Linked DNA regions of Mus musculus: region 2 is linked to region 1. A link is a contact called in public HiChIP or PLAC-seq data. All regions are on one chromosome and are shown on one strand. Each heading gives the region's core, a stretch centred on a gene start, on an enhancer-like site or on the middle of the called end of the contact. The rest is flanking DNA. Distances are from core to core; before and after follow the strand shown.

The links. HiChIP or PLAC-seq counts read pairs in DNA pulled down with a chosen protein or histone mark.
Region 2: a contact with region 1 is called in an H3K27ac HiChIP or PLAC-seq map of regulatory T cell precursor, with 8 times the contacts expected there. The contact joins the promoter of Bmpr2 here to the promoter of Cflar in region 1. A contact is called at or near these places in 1 of 39 promoter capture datasets (liver), 1 of 484 Hi-C or Micro-C datasets (uterus), 3 of 115 datasets of contacts at active chromatin or transcription factors (bone marrow-derived dendritic cells, extraembryonic endoderm stem cells and regulatory T cell precursor) and 1 of 9 other capture datasets (liver).

The regions. Positions count from the first base shown.
Region 1 is chr1:58,711,514-58,715,347 of GRCm38.p6, forward strand. It overlaps Cflar (CASP8 and FADD-like apoptosis regulator), which reads left to right and starts at 1,773. Exons shown (of 10, transcript NM_207653.6): 1 at 1,773-2,146.
Region 2 is chr1:59,762,626-59,766,459 of GRCm38.p6, forward strand. It overlaps Bmpr2 (bone morphogenetic protein receptor, type II (serine/threonine kinase)), which reads left to right and starts at 1,654. Exons shown (of 13, transcript NM_007561.4): 1 at 1,654-2,103. The coding sequence starts at 2,028.

The DNA of each region.
Region 1 (3,834 bases), core at 523-3,022:
CTCCATTTTGCGGACCCTAAAGCACGCAGCGAAGTCTCTGAGACCTGAGCCTCTCAAGCGGCCACTTAGGGCCGGACAGGTACGTGACCTGCGCGGTGTAACTGGCGCGCTACTCGCGACGCTGCGCGAGCCTGGGACCCTAAGTCCCGGGCCGCTGTGCCGTGCGCGTTCTAGCCCGGCAAGGAGGTCGCTACGAGTCCGGCGCCGGCGCTGGCGCACAGGGGATGGCGGGCGGAGCCCGGGAGGGCGCGGAGGACTGTAGCTCCTTTACTGGCTTTGCTGGCTGGGTAAGAACCAGGGCTCAGGGCGACCACAGGTGGCAACAACTCCCAGTTCAAGGAGGCCTGGTGTGTTCAGGGGATGGGATCTTCAGGGAAGTGACCCTTAATGACCCTAAGGCACCCCGGAGCTGTAGTGACTGCATTGAGGACTGGAGGGAGCACCCATAAACCCCCAAGGGGGAGCATTCCTGTGTTCCTGTCGGAAAACTAAAGATTAACTTTGCTGGCCGAGCCACAATTAGTCAAGCACAAAACATCTAGAGAATTACTCATTTCCTGGAGTTGAACTGTCCAGTTTCCAGCTTTCCTTTCGAAAAGTTGGTTCTCTCTCTCTCTCTCTCTCTCTCTCTCTCTCTCTCTCTCTCTCTCCCTCCCTCTCTCTCTCTCTCTCTCTCTCTCTCTCTCTTTTGGTGGACAAGTTCGCTGGAAGTAAATTCAAGGAGTCTAATTAAATCCTCCGGGTTCAGGTAACCTTCGAAAAAAAATTTTTTAACAGTAAAAGGGGTGGGGCCAGAAGGGAGTGTCATATGTCAGGCCTTGACCAATAGGGATGATCTAAAATTTAAAACCTAAGAAGAGATTTTAGATAAAAGGTCGACCTCCTAGTTTACAAAAGGTTCTGAACAAAGCAGAAAGCTCAGCTCTCTGGTATCACAAACAAGCTTGGTTTGTAAGCAAATTATTTTTTTATTTTATTTTTTGGTATTCTGAGACAGGACTCTATTCTCTATACAGCCCTGGCTCTCCTTAAACTCACTGTGTAGCCCAGGCTGCCCTAGACTGTGCAGAGATCCACCTGTGTCTGCCTCCTGATTGGATTACTAGGATTAGAGAGTATGTCGCTATTAGTCACTGTTCCTGGGAGTCCACCAGAGATAACCACGTAGCCAAAGTTCATAGCCTATTGAAAGTCTTTATTCCAACCAGCTGGGATGACACTTAGGTACTGTGTGTATTCAGTGACCAATGTCCAGAGCACAGGGTTTCTGAAGGCAGAGACCTCACTTGGCAGCTGGAGCGGGGGGGGGGAGTGGGGGGGGGGTGGGGGGTGGGGGGCGGGGTGGGGCGCGGAGGTGGAGGCTTTGGGTAAGCAAGCGATTTGACCGCTAAAATCTTCTCTCAGCAGCCGACCCCACCCCCGCCCGCCCCCAAAGCTGGGCGTACACCACCACACTCAGCTTCAATGGATTTTTCCAGAAGTTTTATGTTGTACATTGTTTTTGATGACATTTAATTCTTTAGCAAGTCACCACTTGCTAACCTAGTTTCCCAAGCTGCGAGAAACCCGGGTGGGGGGTGGGTGGGTGGGAAGTGGGGTGTTTCCTTCCTTCAGAGAAGTAGCATGGGGGGCGGGATTTGGGGTATGTGCGGTCTTTGGGGTTTTCTTTCTTTTTTTTTTTTTTTTTTTTTTTTTTGAGCCTTGACTGGTCAGTTTCGCCCCTAGAGGCGGAAGTTGGCTTCCTCTCTGGCTTCCTGTAACTTTCCTCCGCCCTCTTGTTAGGATTGTGGAATTCAGCAATGGCCTCGATTCAGTTTTGGTGAAATGGCGGCCATTCTCATCTTCTCGGAGCCCTTCTCTTTGCTCACACTCGCGATTCTGCCCCCGCAAGAGTACTCTGGGGACGTCCTTATCGCTGGGAGAGAGCGGTCGCATCTCATTCCTGAACCTGTTGGGCTCGCTGGGCGCGTCACCTGGCTAGCAGCTTGGGCCAGCTCCGCAGGCTAACTTTCCTGGACGCCTACTGAAGAGTCTGCTCCTCTCTGTGTTCTTTCCAGTGTCTCGTTCGATCCAGTTTTCTGGTGGTCTCCAGCGAAGACAGGCGACAAAGCCGTTGTTGAGTGGGATGGGCCGGCGACCGCCCGGTGTGAGTAATCCCAGAACCCCTCCTATTCTTGCAGTTCCCAAAGGGACTTGGGAAGTTGGAGAGCTGACTCCTGATTAATGTAGGAAAGTGTTCGTTTCCTATCTTCCACTCTTGGTTCCTTCTGTGCTTTTTGGGGATCCACTCACAGCACCTCCAGACTTGTGGCACATTCAAATCCAAGTCTTTCTTGAAGAGAGCCAAAGACTTATTAAATTAAACTTGTTACTGGACTCAAATGCCTCCTTGTTAATTTAGTGTGTGACTCTGGATGGCGTGAAATTTCGAACAAGGTACTTGGGTGTTTTTTGTTTGTTTCTATAATCCCAGCGTAGAGGCTGCCTGGACAAAGCTCAAGGACAGCTTATCCTGGCAAGAAGCCTGCTGGCCAAGAGTGAGGCAGTGAGGGTTTGGCCCAGGGCCTTCCTATACTCAAAGCATTATTTCTCTTAAATCTCAGAAACAAGAAGCACTACCTGTGTTATGACGCCCTAGCTGACCTTCACCTCTGGGAAGACTTGACACCCCACCTGGGGCAGCTGTCTTGCTCCTTACTAAGGATTTTACTTCTTATTTTGCATTGCATTTTAATATCCAAAACCTTTCAGGCAAGTTATAATATAAATAAAATATACCTGCAAAGTAAATACAGACACTGCCCCCACCTCCCACGAGTCCATTCCCTAGCGACAGCCAGAGGTGGCTGGTTCTAGTCACATACATTGGTGTACTCAAATACAGTCTTTTGGTTGCCTTTAAAAAAATTGGGAATCTTCCCTTGGCCCCAGCCATCCAGCTCCTTTTCGTATTCTTTCTCCAAACAGTCTTTCAGAACAGATGTTTGTGGTGTTGTTTTTCTGTTTCCATCCTAGTTTCCCCTCCTTCCCCATCTTGTGCAGTGGCCACTTGGATTTGTTTCATTGGCTCTTTTTTTTTCTTTCTTTCTCCTCCCTCTTCAATTCTTAGCTTTGGGGAACAATTTCTTCCTTTGTGTCACTATTGAAAGAAAAAGACTGTGTGTGTGTGTGTGTCTGTCTGTCTGTGTGCCCTTGTCTTTCTAGGTAAAATTGAACTCTTTCTGCTCTTTGTACCTTATTCTATATTTATGCTCATTCGATGATCTGTACTCATAGCCACTTTTTCTTTGTCCATTTAATGCCAGAAAACAACAACAACAACAACAACAACAAAGACAACAACAACAAATCTTAGCTTCATTATTTTCCTCTTTCTGGGGTTTCTTTGGTTGAACACATTGAAAGAATTAAGTTCTGCCAACTCGGTATCAGATTTACCACTTATTCGAGACTGTGTTCTGCATTGAACTCTTCAGTTGAAGAAGACTGTGGTATCTTCTGATTTTTTTGTTTGTTTTTTGTTTTTTTTTCGAGACAGGGTTTCTCTGTGTAGGCCTGGCTGTCCTGGAACTCACTCTGTAGACCAGGCTGGCCTCAAACTCAGAAATCCGCCTGCCTCTGCCTCCCAAGTGCTGGGACTAAAGGCGTGCGCCACCACACCCGGCTGTATCTTCTGATTTTGAAGACAGCACTTCACTATAGCCCAGGCTGGTTTGCAACTCACCACGCAGCACAGATTGGCCTTGAATTCTCCAAATCCTCCTCAGCTTCCCAAGCGCGAAGATTACTGACATGAGCTCCTGCACCCAGGTCTTTCACAGTTTTTGATCTACA
Region 2 (3,834 bases), core at 404-2,903, 1.1 Mb after region 1:
AGGAAACTGCAGTGCTGGCGGGACTGTCTCTATTCGATGAGTGAGGAGCTAGGACCACACTCCATACCTAGAAGCAACTACACTGCGTCGCAGTTCTCCTTTAACAGGCCCTGCAAAGACCCTCGGGCCTTTGTGAATAAAACCCTCCCCAGGAGAGGTGCGGGCGGAGCAGGAGACGCGCACGCACAGCAGGCCGGCGTGTGCGATCTTAAGTTTTCTCTCCGGTCTCGCGTGCTCGCAATTGCTCAGCAGCCTTGTCATCCAAGAGGGCCCCGGGGATGGCTGTTCGAGGAAAGCCCGACCCAGACTAGCGCACACACGTCAGCTTCGCGGTCTTCATGACTGAGGCAGGAGGCTTTTGTTTGGGCCGCGACGGGAGGGGGACCCGACGAGGCCCGGGTCTCGGCTCCTGGGAAAGGCGGCTCGGTCGGGATTCTCAGGGAAACCGAGGAGGATGCGCCCGCCGCCACCAACAACGACGGCGTGCCTTCGAGGCTTCTCGCCCACCTTCCCGGGTAGCCTTTAACCTACGTTAAACAAAAGATTGTGGCCGCCCTCCCTTACACGCTTGAACAGATCGCACGGCGTCCACGTGCGGAGCGTTCGCCTGTGTGAGGAAAGGGACCTAGGCTGCCCACCCGCAGCCCACGACAACCCTTCCCTGCACTGGGCGCCCAGGCGAGAGACGCCGCGCGAGGGCCTCACTCTCCAGCAAGCCTGGGAGTGAGGGGCGGGGCCGGGCGGGGCCGCGGGCGCGCAGGCGCAGTGCGGCTCAGTGGCGCCGCCGCCGCCGCCGCCGCCGCCGCCCGCGCTGCACCACAGGCCCGAGACAGACAGGGGTCGGCTGGAGAGCCGGAGACTGAGAGGAGGCGGCGGCGGGGGCGGGGCGACTCCGGTGACCGGGAGCGCCTCAGACTGGCAGCTGCGGCGACTCCCCCCTTTGTGTCTGGTCTGCTTGGAACCGCTGGAGGTGCTTCCCGGAGGGGCTCGGGGTGTTTCGCAAGCTCAGCTGCCCACCCCCTTCCTCGGCCACCTACGTCCGTCTTCCCGCCGCCCCCCGCCCTCGGCCCGCGACGCCCGAGCTCCGCCCGGAGCCCAGAGCTGCGGAGAACGAGGCGGCGGCGGCGGCGGCGGCTTTCTCCAGAGGGGCTGTGATTCGCTCCCGCAAGCCATCGACGGGAGGAGACCCGGTTTTCATGGTGGAATTTACTTCAGGCAAGAGCGAGGGGCTGGAGTAGCCGAGAGCGAGGCCGCGGGCGGAGCGCCCTCGAAGGGCCAGCCCCGCACCTCCCCGCGTGTCGCTCGCCCGGGCTCGCCGCGTCGCCGCGACCCTCCCCTCCCCCGCGCCCCGAGGCCCGGCCTGAGCGACCCTCGCGCGATTGTTCCGAGGAAGCTGTGGACTCGCCCATGGAAGCAGGCACCTTTTTCGACCCAGTCGGTGGGAAGGATTTGTTGATGTCGAAATCCGAGTGAAGGAAGCAACGAAGCGAAACTTTAAAAGGAACCCCACTGTCCTCGGAGTACGGAGCGATGCTACTCCGGCGGCCGGGCGCCGCTGCCTGCCCCGCTTCGCCCTTCCCGGCGGTCGGGAACTTGTTCTGATCCTCAGTGCTCCCATCGAGTCCCCGCCCTCCCCCCCCCCCCCCCCCCGGCACTCTGGATATGTTTTCTCCCAGATCTGGGTATTTTTTTGATATCGTGAAACTACGAGGGAAATAATTGCAGGGGTTTCTTCTGGGCTCCCTGCGTCTTCCCCATGGACATGCCTTCAATTTGGGGAGCCGAGACACCCCGTCCTAGGCGAATGAAGCCCCCCAGCCACGAGGGAGCGAAATGAAGGGAAATTCTGCAGTGGAATGAGAGCTCTACTAGCTAGGTCCTCGCATCTGCCATTTGTCCTTTCAAACTGCATTGTAATCCGGGCAGGATAAATCAGACGAAGAGCAGCCTCCTAGCCGGATTTCTCCGCCCGAATTTACTTTCCAGATTTCTTTTCTTTGCCCTCCTGCTTCTTTGCTGGCCCAGGGATGACTTCCTCGCTGCATCGGCCCTTTCGGGTGCCCTGGCTGCTATGGGCCGTCCTGCTGGTCAGCACTACGGCTGGTGAGTAGCCCTAGGTGGTATGTCCCAGCTCCTACTCCAGTGGGTGGCGAGGGAGAGAGCCTGCAGAGGCCGAGCCCTGTGCTCTCCCCTCGCAACGTGTGCTCTCGGATCCGGGTGGAGGAGCCAGCCAGGGAAATCACCTTCGGTGTTTGCGTGTTGTTTCCCGTCCCTACTCCCGTATTCCCTGACCCCTCCCCCACGGGGGGAAAAAGACATATTGGGTGTGGTATCTTGACATTTTTAGCTGTGAGGTAATGCAAGGATTAAAAATAATATTTTAATCACTAGTGAACTGTCTATTAGATTTTTGGAGATAAAGGTGGTTTTTTTACTTTGATGGAAAGAAGCAGATTTGGTTTACAATAAAAAGAACAACTAGACACACACTTGATTGAACCTTATTTTTACATTTAGATCACTCTTTGGGAATCCACATTACTTTTCGTTATTTAAAAATGTTACCTGAAAAAAAATGTTACCTGATGAATAGAGTAAACGTTGAGGAAGTCACTGTGTGAGAATCTTGATAACAGTGTATACTAACACAGTTGATGTCATCATTAATATTGTTTTGCTCCCAAGAATCTTAACTATTCTCTGTCTCTTTATCCTGGATATTCTTAACTTTGTATCCCTTTGGAATTACTGTTGGGCACAGAAGTGTTTTTGATAACTTTTCTATTAGTCATCTGGCGTCTGTTGGTTTTCCTGTCATTGAGACAATTTTGACCTCACATCAGACTTCGAGGAGATTTGACTCCTGAAAGTTCTTTGACATTTTCCTAACGTGTGAAAGGAAATGCTACTCCCCTTTCCTTTGGCCATTTCCTCTTTACTTCTCAATCGCCTTGAGAAAAAAACAACTCATATTCTCATTGCAGTTATTTTCAAGCAACAGTCTTCTGTGATTTGCTTTTAGAAAATTTCAGGAATGAATTCTTAAATAGTCACATGAAGTATGCATTTAAAATTGAGTACACAAAGTAATGGTTTTACAATTTTTTAAAAAGTAATTTTCACATTCAGTGAATTCTTCATTGCTGTATTAGACACAGAGATTACTTGTTTAATTTACATTTTAGATGTCTGTTCTGGGAAAATACTGAAAGAAAATTTGAAGTTCCCTTTTGTGAATTTGATACTATTGTCTATATTGATTAATATGTAGTATTTCATATTTTTAGTTATGAGTGTAGTCTTTAATGGCAAAGCCATTTCTCAAGCACCATTATATTTAGAGTTTTAATAATGAATCTATGTATTGTTAAAAATCATGGGAAATATGATTTGATTACATATTGAAACTTGATATTTTAATATTTTCGATTGTTTCAATTATCTTTGAAGCAAAACTGAACACATTTCCTCCAAATTTCCTTGTTAGCTGTTTAAATTCTCTAACCACAAATCATGTGGTTCCTGTAAAATATGAAAAGAGTAAAAATGGCCTTGACACGTAAGCAGTCATTCGGCAAGCAGAAGCCCAAGAACATTTTGTTTTAAAATTTTGATCATTTTGATCGTTTTAGAATCTTTAGAATACAGATTCTCATTTATAGTGTTGTGCTGATAAAAATCAGAAAAAACACCCCAAAACCCAAAACCCATTGATTTCAAAACAATTATTTAGTAAATGGATTTATTTTGTCTTCTTTTTAAAAGGGTTATATTTAAAGAATCCTTGTATAAAAGTGAGCTTAGCCAGCCCCCTCCCCACCCCCCATGTTATAT